2 separate regions of the Mus musculus genome follow, and region 2 is linked to region 1. Evidence: chromatin contacts called from public ChIA-PET data. All regions are on one chromosome and are shown on one strand. The core of a region is the stretch at or near the end of the contact, and the rest is flanking DNA. Distances in the headings are between cores, read along the strand shown. Region 1 has its middle 24 kb from the start of Gm40750. Region 2 has its middle 73 kb from the start of Gm34983.

The links. ChIA-PET counts read pairs in DNA pulled down with a chosen protein or histone mark.
Region 2: an RNA polymerase II ChIA-PET map of memory CD8 T cells shows a contact between it and region 1, with 8 read pairs. The contact joins two enhancer-like sites. A contact is called at or near these places in 1 of 484 Hi-C or Micro-C datasets (CD4 T cells) and 1 of 115 datasets of contacts at active chromatin or transcription factors (memory CD8 T cells).

The regions. Positions count from the first base shown.
Region 1 is chr10:98,779,611-98,786,104 of GRCm38.p6, reverse strand. No RefSeq gene overlaps it. Among named protein-coding and RNA genes, the nearest start is that of Gm40750, 24 kb to the left of the region's middle. Within about 2 kb of position 4,059, at least 72 of the 459 cell types and tissues checked have an H3K27ac peak or open chromatin away from gene starts, as enhancers often do. A contact at or near this core is called in memory CD8 T cells, where this site is marked.
Region 2 is chr10:99,383,427-99,389,920 of GRCm38.p6, reverse strand. No RefSeq gene overlaps it. Among named protein-coding and RNA genes, the nearest start is that of Gm34983, 73 kb to the left of the region's middle. Within about 2 kb of position 3,845, at least 44 of the 459 cell types and tissues checked have an H3K27ac peak or open chromatin away from gene starts, as enhancers often do. A contact at or near this core is called in memory CD8 T cells, where this site is marked.

The DNA.
Region 1 (6,494 bases), core at 2,810-5,309:
CTGAAATTCGATGTTCATGAAATATGGCACTTTATTAGAACAATAGACACTTTCCAGAGACCATTTAGGCCTCAGCTTTGCCAGTGTTTTGGAAAGAGCACAGCCTTTGGACTGTTTAATTCCCATCTGTGTCTTAAGTAAATACTCTCCAGCTTCCTTAAGGTGATTTTCTTAGAACTACAGTTGCATTATTATATCATATGATAACTCATTAAAGATGACATAATTCCATGCTAGCATTCTATTTTAAGACATTCTCCTTCATTTTTTTTCTCCTCAATGTCCATTATATAAAGATTATAAAAGTACATTGGTCCAAATGTTATTTCTAAGTAAAATGCATTATACTTATCAACTACAGTTCTGCTTGAGGTAAAAAATTGAGATTGGGTGAAAGGAAAAGTAATTACATATATATGTGTGTGTGTGTGTGTGTGTGTGTGTGGTGTGGTTAAACTCAGAGTCTGACATGTATAACTGGCAGCTGTTAAAAGTAATGTTTTAAAATAATGCCTGGTAATGCAGGAAGTGGTTGCTACAAAACAAACGCAGAAAAAAAAGCAAGGTGTGGTCCCATGAGGATGGTGTGATTGTCAGTAGTTAAAAACATTGGAAGGAAAATACTGAATGCTAAGGGTTTATATCTGAGACAAGGTTATCTCTGCTTTAAGATTTTTTTCTTTTCATGTGCCTTGTAAGCTTTTCATTTTAAAGTATACATAGTCACAAGAAAACCTGTAAATATTGTTTGTTTCTGATCTTATGATATTCTTTCAAGTTGCATCTAATTTTGGAATCTCACTCGAAACCTCCTCTTCTTTATTTGCTGTGGTTCATATATTTCTTTGCCTTTGTTTTCAGGGAGTCTCAGGTAGCTTGGGCTGGACTTCAACTAACAATAATATCAAATTAATGTAGAAACACATGAACAATCTACCTTAACCTCTTAAGTATTAATATTACAGGTATGGTCTACCATCCCCAGTTAGATTCTGATTTCTTATCTTTTATATCTCTGGCTTTATGTGTTTGTTAAAAAAGCTAAAGAAGAGATTACATAAAGCCTATGTGATAAACAGAAATATTATTGTTTTTATAAAAGCCGCGTGTCTGAAGAAAAACAGAACACCATGAGCTATTAGAAGAAAATCAAAGTCAAGGGCAGTCAGTGTTGGAAAAGAATGGGGAGCTGTGGCAGACTTGGTTATAAGTGCCTTCCTGTAACATCATTGGCTGTATAACTCAAAAGATGAAGAAATTGATGTTCAATGCAGCCATGTGACTGACTCTATCAGGACAAATGGAATCCATGGTGCCCCAAAAGGGTCTGTCTTCTCCTGATTCTTTTGTTTGACTTGATTGTAAGTAAATATGTCTGCTGACATGTGCACACTCAAAGTATAATCACACAATTGAAAATTTGTTGAGGAATGCATGATAGAATGGGTGCGTGCCCATGTATTTTACTGAGTTTTCCAACTCTCTTTGACTTGTGTGTATTGGATATAAGTTCCCTGATGTTGGTCCAGCACTGCATGAATTCTGTTTTAACTTCCTCCAGCTGTAGGAAAGTTCCTATTCCTGTCAGGTCTCAGTACCTTCCATTAAGAGTCTTAGTAAGTGCTCTTACCTAGACGCCACATCTTAATAGTTTAGACTACTCCCAGAACACTACTATTTTGGATCCAACAAGGGCTTGGTACATTTCATTATGCTGGTATTATATGTAGATTGATAAGGGCTAATGACACAACAAAGACTTCTAGATAATTAAGATAGTAAGTGTGGGAGCCATGGCTGTAATCTCGTGTGCATCTTTATAAAATCAGGGAAATGAAATTGGCCTATTTTGCAGTTGGCTTTTAGACACATTATTAATGCTGCTTACATAACTACTTCCTAACAGAAGAAGCTTAAGTTAGTGACAGTTTTCTTAGGAGTTAAAGTAGAGTAGTATTAATTGAGTTCCAAATGCATTGCTGAAACAAAGACACTTTGGTAAGGCCAACAAGAAAAGCCTTCCTGTGTGGATTGACAGTGACAATCACACAACACATAAAGTATTTGATAAGACCAATCATAATGAGGTGGAGAAAATTGACATACCATCAATATCACTAAAGCTATCAGACTTACATATATTTTTTTGCTGCTGTTGCTGGACAACAATAGTTGTTACTATTTTGTACTATTTTGTACTATTTTGGCTTTGTAGCTCAGGCTAGCCTTCAATGTAGCCTGGGTTGATTCTGAACTCATGGTTTTCCTGCCTCAATTTTTTGAGGACTATCCCTAGCTTTTGTCCCCGCCGGCAAGAACACACTCAGGACAACCAGAATCTTCTGCAGCAAAGCTTTTATTGCTTACTTATCAGGAGGGAAGACCCGAACTGGGAAAATGGTGCTGCTTATATAGCCCGCAACGTGACGTTTCAGCACCTGATGTGGCGTGACAGCTCCTGATTCGTTACTCGCCCATCACCCCATTGCTACGCCGCGAGATGGGCAGTGACGAGGTGTGAGTTCACTCTTGCACTTGCACATAAGGCTTGTTTACTAGTTAGGCGCAGTGAAAGCCAGCGCCATCTTAGAATGGTGATTGCTCACGGCACGCACACGATTGTTCGCGGCACGGCTCTCCACAGAGGACTGAATTTACGTAAGTGGATTATTATACCTAGTATCCTTGGGTTTCTATTGCTGCAATGAAACATCATGACCAAAAAGCAACTTGGGGAAAAAAGGGTTTATTATACTTCTAGAGCATACTCCATCATTCGAGAAAGTCAGGAGATGAGCTCAAGAGGGAGTAGAACCTAGAAGCAGGAGCTGCTGCAGAGGCCATGGAGGAGTGCAGATTCCTGGTTTGCTTCACATAGATTACTCAGCCTGCTTTCTTCTAGAACCCAGATCTACCAGCCCAGGGAATGGCACCACTCACAATGGATTGGGCCCTCCCGCATTGATCAATGATTGAGAAAATGCCTTATAGCTGGATCTCATGGAGTCATTTCCTCAACTGAGGCTCCCTCCTCTCTGATGAATCTAACTTGTGTCAAGTTGACACACAAAAGCAGCCAGTACACCTAGCTTTTCCATTTTGAAAATCATGTTTTAATTAGTAGAACATCATCTGCATCTTTAAACGGGTTGGCTTATGCATCACCTGATGAAGTATCCACTCGCTTCCTGGAAGTTTGGTCAATTACAGCCTGGAATACAAAGAAGAAAGACTTTTCTTCAATGGTGTAGTAAGTTATGTATGACAAAGACAAAATAATAACAAACGATGATGGATTAAGATGTTCTTGGAGTGTAGAGGGAATCGGTCTAAAGACATGACTGAATTCTACAAAGTATTCAAAAAGTTCAAACCCATGGGAAGTGGTGGCAAAGTTGGTTGTCCTAGTGTTTTTTTTGTTTTATTTTGTTTTGTTTTTGCAAGGATTTGCATTGTTCATGAAGCAGCCATCCCTGAATTTTGATCCAGAACAGTGCTGTGAGCAAAGGAACCCAGCTGTCAGTAGCAATTTCAGAATGTAGTAAATAATTTACTTGCATTTCTCAGAAAAAAAGGCTAAGGGAACACATAACTCTCAAAATTTTCCTCATGGGGTATGTTGGTGGAGGAGGGATATGAAGGAGGGTTCATATTTCATATTTCACTGTAATATGGATAACATCCCTCAGCATAAAGAAAAAGCATGATAAAAAATCTCTTTCTTCGAATTCCATTTTTCTTTTTTATGAGGGACTGCCTCCATGGGCAGCCTCTTCCCTGAGCCATGTCTGCTGGCCCAGCTTGGGCTGATTTTACTTCCCCTGCCCAGTGTCTCCTCCCATTCCTCGTAATTGGCTTAGCATACTTTACAGCTCACTCTTCTGTTTCCTGCTGCCTGTGGTAGGAGGGGGGGGGGGGGCATTGTTCTTTGTTGGCTCTGATGGTTCCCTGTGTCAGAGCTTTGTTTTCTTTTGATGTCTTTCCTCAGGAGATAGAGGTGGAAACAGTTGTACAAAACCATAGTCAGAGGATGCTAGAACGACTCAGAAAGGGGTAGCTTCTGTCTTGCTCTGGAGGAGCAATGTGTCTGAAACCCTACCAGAGGCAAGTCTAGCTCAGGATGCTCTCCCCCTCCTTCTGAATGCTTCAGCTGTGTGGGAACTTTCTCTGTGTGTCTGCGGCTGCTCAGGAAATAGCCTTCAATTGTAGAAACACAGGGTCATGGTTTCATACACTTTGGATGTCATTCGAGAGACAGATTAAAGGCAAGAATATGCACTATCTACACACTGTCTACTATCTCTTAGATACTATCTCTTCTATCTACTTTAATGTTATGCAGCATGGCAGATTTGAGGACTTTCCTTCTTTCCATCTTGTTTGTTTGTTCTTAGCCTCATCCAGGGAAAAGGATATGAGACTTTTTCATATTAATACTCAGGACCATGTATGTACCTATGACAAGAAACCCTTATTGATCACCAAAATGTTACATTTCCTTAAATCCATCCAGTGAATAAATAGGCATGAGTATGAGTATGTTGTCAAATAGTTAACAAGGCTCTACTTCAGTGTTAGATGACGAAATGTATATGTGGTTTTGTTAATGACATGGAGCACAGAAAATAATTTAATTGGTATCATAAAGGTCCCATCTACGTCCTTTTCCACCAAATTCATCTCCGAATCAGAAATGCTAATAAGCTGGAAATGGGTGGATGTGCGCTTTCGCCAACTCTTGTTTCCTTGCTCCCATAGCAGAAACCGATGGCTCAAACTCCTGCAGACGATTCATTCTAATTTTTTTATTGAATGAAAATGAAATCTGCCTGAATCAGAGCACAGACTGATGCAAGGACCACAGCGTGTGCTGTTCTTTATAAGCTGTGTATCTGGTCTCGGCATAATCATAGAGTGGCTAGCGATGATTCATCTAGAAGACCTATTTAAGGAAGGAAGAAAAGTCCCGGGCTTGAGAATGACCCTAATCAGGTGCTGACAATTGTGTGTTGAAAGTTCTATGTAAAGCCCAACTTTCCAACCACAAAAAGGGGCATGTTTTTGTTCAACATTTTGGAGTGTAGAAATTAAGGGAAAGCTGATCTAAGATGAAAGGCCTAGAAATAGTTTTAGCTTTCATGGTTGACACAGGAAAAAAAAATCTATTGAGCAGATTAAACAAATAAATGTCAAGTCATGTGTTTAACTTGAATTCTCATGAGGATTTGTAGTATTTGTCAGATGATTCTAAAGTTTATTTCTGATATTAGATAGATAGGCCAGGTCATAAGGCCTCAACTGAAGAGCCCCATCAGATTCTGCACAGGTAATGCTTTCTGCATTTCCCGTGCATCCACATATTTTAATCCCTTGGGTATTTCTTGCTTTTTTTTTTTTCCTCATTGTGGTTGTTTAACAACATATGACTATTTCTTTTCTTTTGCTAGGCATTGTGTTAAGCTTGGGGATATAAAATATGTCTCCCTTCCTTAAGTTTCTAAGACAAGAAAATGGACTTCAATTGTACAGTGCCCCTAAGTGCTGAGACAAAAATAAACCCAGATGCTAATTGAGACTGAGAAATCTCTGAAGGCTTCCAGGAAGGACTGGCTCATGGGCTGAGCTTTTAAAAAGTAATGTATTTACTGAGATGAAGGAGAGGCTGAGAATGTGGTTGATAAATGTGTAGATTCAACATCCAGGCAATCTGGTTCTCTCAAGCCTCGGGTGTGTCCATGACTGCACATAACCTTAGGCAAGTTACTCAACCTCTCGGTCTCTCAATTTCCTCCAACGGTGCTATCCTTGATCCTTTCTAAGGTTGAGAGGACAAAAACAGGAGTCTACATTTTGAAGGAATCTGAACAGTATTTGTGTCTCATAAAAGTGTTATATAAGTGTGATGGGGAAGGAAAGGGGGAGGTGATAAGTATTCTAGAAAGGAAATACAGCTTGGTCAGTGGTCCCATAGGACATGCATGACACATTCAGAAAATGATAGGGAATAGACTGTAGGCCTCATTGCTAGGAAGTTCTAAAGAGATAAGGCCACAAAAATTGACAGCTTTGGTGAAGAATGTGGTTACTATTCTAGATACCATGAAGATCACAGACATATTTTAAACAAGAGATAAAACTAGATTCACATTTTAAACAATCTGGTAGTTCTATGAAGACTGGAGCCAGAGGAGTAGATAAGGGAGATTTTTTTTTTCCCACCAATTACCTAGTGAGTTAAGAGGGGTGCTGTTGAAATGTTCTCATTCTCAAGTCATGCCAAACACCAGCCATTGATTCGGCTCCTGGCTAATCTACACCCACTGATTGTATTGCTGTGGATACTCCTAGCAGATAAATTGCCTGCCAAACACCAGCTCAAAACAGTAATGGACAAGAAAGTGAACACTGTTTTAAGTTTCATTGTTCTGAGGATAATTTCTTATATAGCACAAATTAGTTGCTACAACAAGATACTGTATAAATGTCATGGCTTT
Region 2 (6,494 bases), core at 2,596-5,095, 600 kb before region 1:
AACCTCGAGTCACTGGGCTGAGTTCTGGGCTAAGACTTCGAGCAATATTCCCACAGTTGTCGTAGGCGTTCATGTCCTTGTGGGTCGGATAGAAGCTTCTGTTGCTTGTTTCCTGTCACCCGCAAAGCGACACTCCATGTCTTTCCACCCGAGCCCCTCCGTGCTCAACATCAAGCACAGAGGGTTGCCTTCCCAATGCTTCCCGAGTGCTTTCACTTTCTTTGGCTCCTCCACTGATCAGTCAGAAGAAGGTCTGATTTTAGAGTACTTGGGTGTGATCACGTTAGATCATGCCCTTATTAACCTGACTAGTAGCCATTCATTCACCAGCAAGCAACTTCAGCTCTGTTACAAGTGACTATGGAGTAACACTGGAGAGCCAAGGTCACCCAAGCCACTTCTTAATTCTGACCATCATGAAAGGAATAATGGTACTTGGGATGAGAAATATTAACTGGACTTCAAGCCAGGACCAGGAAAGGATGAAGCCACAGGATAACTTCTCTTCCTATACGCCGTTGTTGTCCCAGTCCTCACAGAGCTTTTTTTTTTTTTTTTTTTTTTGCATTAACTAACTACAAGCAGATAGAGTTAGCTCCCCACAGCCCATTTTTATTCTCATAGGTAAAAAGCTGCAGCCCCCATTTCTGCTCCATATTTTTATTCAAGCCATGCTGTTGTGTGTCCGATGCTCTTTTGTCTAGGGAATGCCTATTCAGCCGTACCTCATTTGCTCATTCAGCCAGTGAGCAACCGTTGAATATCCACCTTAGGCTAGAAACCAGGGAAAACACTCACAGAGCCCCTGTCTTCAGAGAATAGGCACTATCCTAATGATACAGGCAAGGAAATACTTGGTGACGGTCAAGGAGAGCGATACCTGAGAGAGGGCTAGAGCGCCTTACGAGGCACACAGCCCAAACCAACGGTTTTCTGGGGAAGTATTGATATCCAAGTTGAAATGGTGTGCATGTAGATGACTGAACTTCCACAAGTGCTCAGCTTGGTCCCCGACACAGAAGGTAGATTGCTCAAAGTCAGAGTCAGCAAAGGCATTTGGAGATGTCTTCTCCAAAAGAAATAAATGAGGTTCTCCCAAGACTCTGGCTAGCTGTAGTGAGAGTGGCTGGTTAAACGTGAGGCCAGCGCTTTTACTTTTCACTTTCTGCGCATGCCCTTTCTGCGCATGCCCTTTCTGTGCATGTCCGGTTCTCTTTCCCTTTCTCTCCACTGTGCAGGAATCCATCCAAAGGACACCCTCAAGGACACCAGCAATGTTTGTATGTCTCAGGCTCTAGATTTATGAACCTAATGAAGTACTCCCCTTTATAAAGTAGCCTTATCTTGTTAAAAACAAACAAGATCGCAAAGTAGACTGAGATACAAGTCAAGAGGGAAAGATTCAACAGAGCTAACAGCATGAGTGAGCAGAAGAGATGGGGATAGTTCCCACTACAGTGGGAACCTAGCCAGCCAGCTTAGCCCACAGAACCAGTTGAGGCCAGCCGGGGCTGCCAGGTGAAACTCAAACTCAATAAACCTGAAGCCAGCAAGAAAAGCAGGCAAATGGAATAGTCTACCATGTGCTTCAAAGAATATTGTTCCTTTGAGAAGCTCCAAAGTATCGCAGTTTACAGCACAGTGTACTGGCAGCAGCAACAGAAGCGCTTTCCCTTGGGCAAGGAGGAGACACTAAAGCTCTAAGACTCCCCTTCTGTGTGGTGATGTGACTAGTTTCCTTTGCTGCCCTGTAGGTACTTGGTGGAGGAGGGACCGAAAACAGTAGATAACAGAGGAGCCATTCAGATGAGAGCCACTGAGGAAGAAGCAACAAAGGCTGAAAGAGACAGATGAGAGAAGATGCCACCAACCGGAACATGGTGATGAATCATATTTCGGAGATGAGGGTGGCTTATACCCATGTTTCTGGTTTGGGCAACAGGGTGTCTCCCTGTGCCTGTCACTGACACTGAGAACATGGGTAGGGAGTGGTTTGTGGGGGAAGATAATTGCTGCAATGGTTTCTGGGATAGCCAGTAATTTCCAAAGACTATTTCAAGCCCACCTGTATGATTCAACTGCATTAAGCAAGAAAAGAAGTCGTCCATTTGTTGGGTACCAGGGCAGGAAGGGATAATACAGAAATGACACCATCGCCTCTTCCCTTAATTATCTATCTCAGTTCCCAGAGTGGAAGACTCATCATCTGGAACTTCTTACTCAGGGTAGATGATGGAGAACAGAGATGTTCTCTGACAACTGAGCTCTTCTATGTACGTGCTTGGCTCAGTGCCCCCTCGCTCACACAGGTCTCTACTTAACCCTCATCTGACTAGAGGGAATTTTCTCATTACTCTTGGTAAGGAACAAAGCCTTCCACCCATATCCCAGCACCTCCTTGCTTGCTTGCTTTTCCTCCATAGCGCTTCCCAATTTGGGGGTGGGGGGCAGCAGACGGTTTTGTAGTCTGCTTTAGTAGAAGGTGCACAAATGCAGGACCTTCTGATTCCTGCTCAGCCTCCACCTCTAAGATAGGGCTTGCCACATAGTGGGAAGCAGCAATTACTTACTAAATAGATTAGAGGGATGCATGGATACAGTCTAATGATCAGAAGTTACATCCCAAAGGGGGGGGGGATCACCTAGGTATCATCAGGTTGAAAATTGTATGGGACTCATAACGGGAAAGTGTCCTCAGGAAGAAAACACAGCACTGAAAGAGGTCCCTACAAATTTGTAACACCAATCTTTAAATTGTGAACTGTAGAAGAATGTGTATACAGCCAGAAAGAGCTTAGCTCCTAAGCACAAGGAAAGCCAGAGAAAGGAGAGGGTCGAGAAATCAGGGCAGGAGATGGATCATGAAGGAGATAGCCATAGCTATGAATGAAACCAGGAAGGCAAGGAAGAAAAGGACTGTCAGACTGGGGACATAGCTCAGTTGGTAAAGTGCTTATGTGAGTGTGAAGACCTGAGTTCAATCCCAAGCACCCAGATAAAAAAAAGTCAGAATGGTGCCATACAGACACTTAGTCCCAGCATCAGAAAAGCAGAGACAGGGGACTGGCCAGCCACCTTAGCCTAATTGATGAGACTCAAGCCACAGTGAGGGATTCTGTTCCCCAAAACCAAGATGGCGCTGGGGATGATGGCTCAGAAATGTACAAGTTCTTGCTTTGCAAACATAAGGACCCGAGTTCAAACCCCAACATTGACATAAAAAGCTGGAAATAGTTGCATGTGCCTATAACTTCAATGTTGGAGAGGAGGAAATGGGTAGATGTGGAGAATTTGGTGGCCAGCCAACCTAGGAAAAATGGTGAGTTTCCTGCTTCACAGAGAGACTCTGTCTCAAGTCAATTAGGCAGAAAGTAACCAATGCCCTGCTTTGGCTTCTGAATGTGTATTGTGTGTGTGCACAGTGTTTGTACACGCACGCGCACACATACACACACAAAAACAATCTGGTTGTGTTTACCAACCATAATGTCATTATTGACCTCTATTTAGAACAATTTGGGAGCAAGATCAAGATGTGGTCCAGATTTCAGTGGGCTTGCTTCAGTCAAGCAATAAAAGATGAGGGGTAGGGGTAAAAAAGGAAGAAAAAAAAAGAGATAATAACTGGAAGGAAACATGGCTAAGAGAACTTGTTTTTCTTAAGATGGTGGGAGCTTGAACAAACTTAAAGGTCGGTAGAAATGATGCAGTAGACAGGAAGTGGTTTAAGCTTAGAGAAGTCAAAAAGATAATCAATACCAGGAGATCTCTAAAGTACAAGAAGGGAGGTTTCCTTCTTCCGGAAGCCTCCTGTGACCTCCCCTGCCCACATCTCCATCCTTCTGACAATGGCCTGCATCTGGTATGAGCACGCACAGGTCTATTATTGTGGCTCTGCAGAGGAAGTGTGAGCCTGTGTATGCTGTGGTTGCTCGATCGGGTTTGAGCTCTTTGAGGAAAGCGATGAATTCTGATTTGTTTTGCATCTCCCCAAGAAACAGCATAGAATCCAGTGTGTGTGTGTGTGTGTGTGTGTGTGTGTGTGTGTAACATTAAAGAAATATTTTATAAAATAGTGCACAAGGCAATGTGTATTTGAGTGTGTGGGAAGGATGCAGGGAAACGTGGACTCAGCAAACAGCTATTGAAGGGTGTGTACCGACAAAAAGATGGAGTCCATAAGCACGTAAATCTAGGGGAAAATAATGAGAAAGCCAGAGAACAAACTAAGGACAAATTTCAGCCAAACAAAGCCTCTCAAAGCAGCATGTTACCAATTCAAAAAGGCCAGTGTGTTAGCACAGACCCGCACCTCTTCCCAGGAGACCATTTTCTATGGGAAAGGAAGGTGGCCTTACCATTTTAAAAGATTGATTACAGGCTTGCGCCCTCTCTTCCTGTTTTTCATAATTGTAATCTATGAATCACTTGCCTGGATTTGCCTTTCTCCCTCAGCTCTCAGAGGTTTACTGGCTCCTAAGGTCTTTAGCAAAAGTGCAACACACCCATGCTCCCAAGGTACAGTCGTTAAGACCCTGCCTGCGGCTTATTCCAGTACCCCTTTCCACTCAGAATCCAACATCATTGCATTCTACTTCCAAGACTGGTGTGTGTGTGTGTGTGTGTGTGTGTGTGTGTGTGTGTGTGTGTGTGTGTGTGTGTGTGTGTTTAGATGAGACCAGAAGTCTAGGGAAAACCCACGTGGCCATTTCCTTACAGAGGAACCACCAAAAAAAAAAAAAAAAAAAAAAAAAAAAACCGTCAAAGTCAAAGTCAAAGCAAGCAGACTGCCCAAACATTTCCCAAACAGAGTGCCAATGTTTGAATCATCAGCACATATCCAGGGACATCCCAGGCTTCATGCACCAGAGTGACTGAAGTACAACATGCACTAATGCCCGAAAGTCATCTAGGTCACTTATGCAAGTGGCCAAAAGTTATCCAAACAAACACACAAGGAAATCTGACTGTCACCTTGGAGCGGTCCAGAATCCACATCTTGAAGTCTCCTGGATATCAGGTGCTAATCAGACACTTGTTTTCTTTTTACTGACTTTCTTATTGTAGTCACACTTAAAACAAATAAGAATGGTATCCTTTGTTGGCTCCTCTTACTTGGAAACCAGGTCTCTAATCTTGGTTTGGCCTTTTACCTTTGTCCAAATATGCTTCGCCTCCAATAATGACACCCCCGTTGAGAACTGGATTCTACATGAATTGCTTCCAATTATTTGGCCATGAGCTCAGACCTACTTTGTAATCTTCCAGCTGGATATCCGGATGTCCCTCCGCTACCACAAACCAAATACGTTCAAAGCCAAACTCATCTTCTTCCTCCTCCACAAAACCTGTTCATCCACTTAAGTCCCCAGCTTCTGTGAATGATGCCACTGTTGTGCTGAGTCCAAACCTCAACTGTCAACTCACCCCCTTCCTCTTGTGAATGAATCTTTGCTCTCATCCAATTCTTAAATTCCATTGCAAAGTTCTTTAAGCCCCATTTCCTGCATATCATTCCATCCAACCTCAATGTCCCACACCTTCTTCCGGTTCAGTACCCTCATCCGGCTAGCTCTCTTATCTCCTCGTGTGCTTTATGGCTAATTCTTACTTATAGGAGAAAATAGCCAAGGCAGACAGCAGTCAACTCCTGCTATTATCTCTTACAAGGGGTATGATCGTGAGCAATTTCCCAAGCCCTCTAAACCTTATTTTTGTTTCGTAAAATGGTCATTCATTGCAGGACTATAACTTGATGCAATTCAAAGTGCCTCGTGCGTAATTGCTCAAAGAATCAGTTACTCTTGCCCTAGAGAAGTGTTCTAATTATGTGTTTTCCACACCCCCAAGCCTCCCAATTTCCCTTTCTCCACGGAAACAAGATATAGCAATGTTGCCCTTCACAACTCCTGTCAAACTGGGAGTCATCTCCCAGACTGGTCCCAGTCTTCCCAAAATACCATGCTGACCTTTCCAGATGATAGGATTTTCCCACTCCTCTTTATCACTCAAGATCCTCCCAGTTTTTACAAAACAACTGAATGTCATTTCCTGGGTCCTACTTCTCATAGCCCAATACAATCTCCTCAGCTTTTGGCAGATAAGATGAGTATCTCCAGCAGGTATGGCCATAGACTTCTGCTTCTGAATCCTTGATTTGTTTTCTTGAAATGTTTTCTTGAAATGTGTATTTACATAAGAGGCTTATGTATTTACATTGATGTGTGTGTGTGTGTGTGTGTGTGTGTGTGTGTGTGTGTGTGTGTGTGTGTGTGTGTGTGGTGTGTAAGCACAGGGCTGGGAACTAACTTGGTGCTCATCTTTAAACCCAGATACTTTTCTACAACACTCCAAGGATTAGTGCATTGAGTTTTTAAAAAAAGAAAAACCAAAAGACCACATCCATGAAAGAATGGCATGTGCATGACAGGCATACAAAATTGACAGAGACAATCAATTTTGTTTATTTTAATCAATGATTTGTCCTGATTACC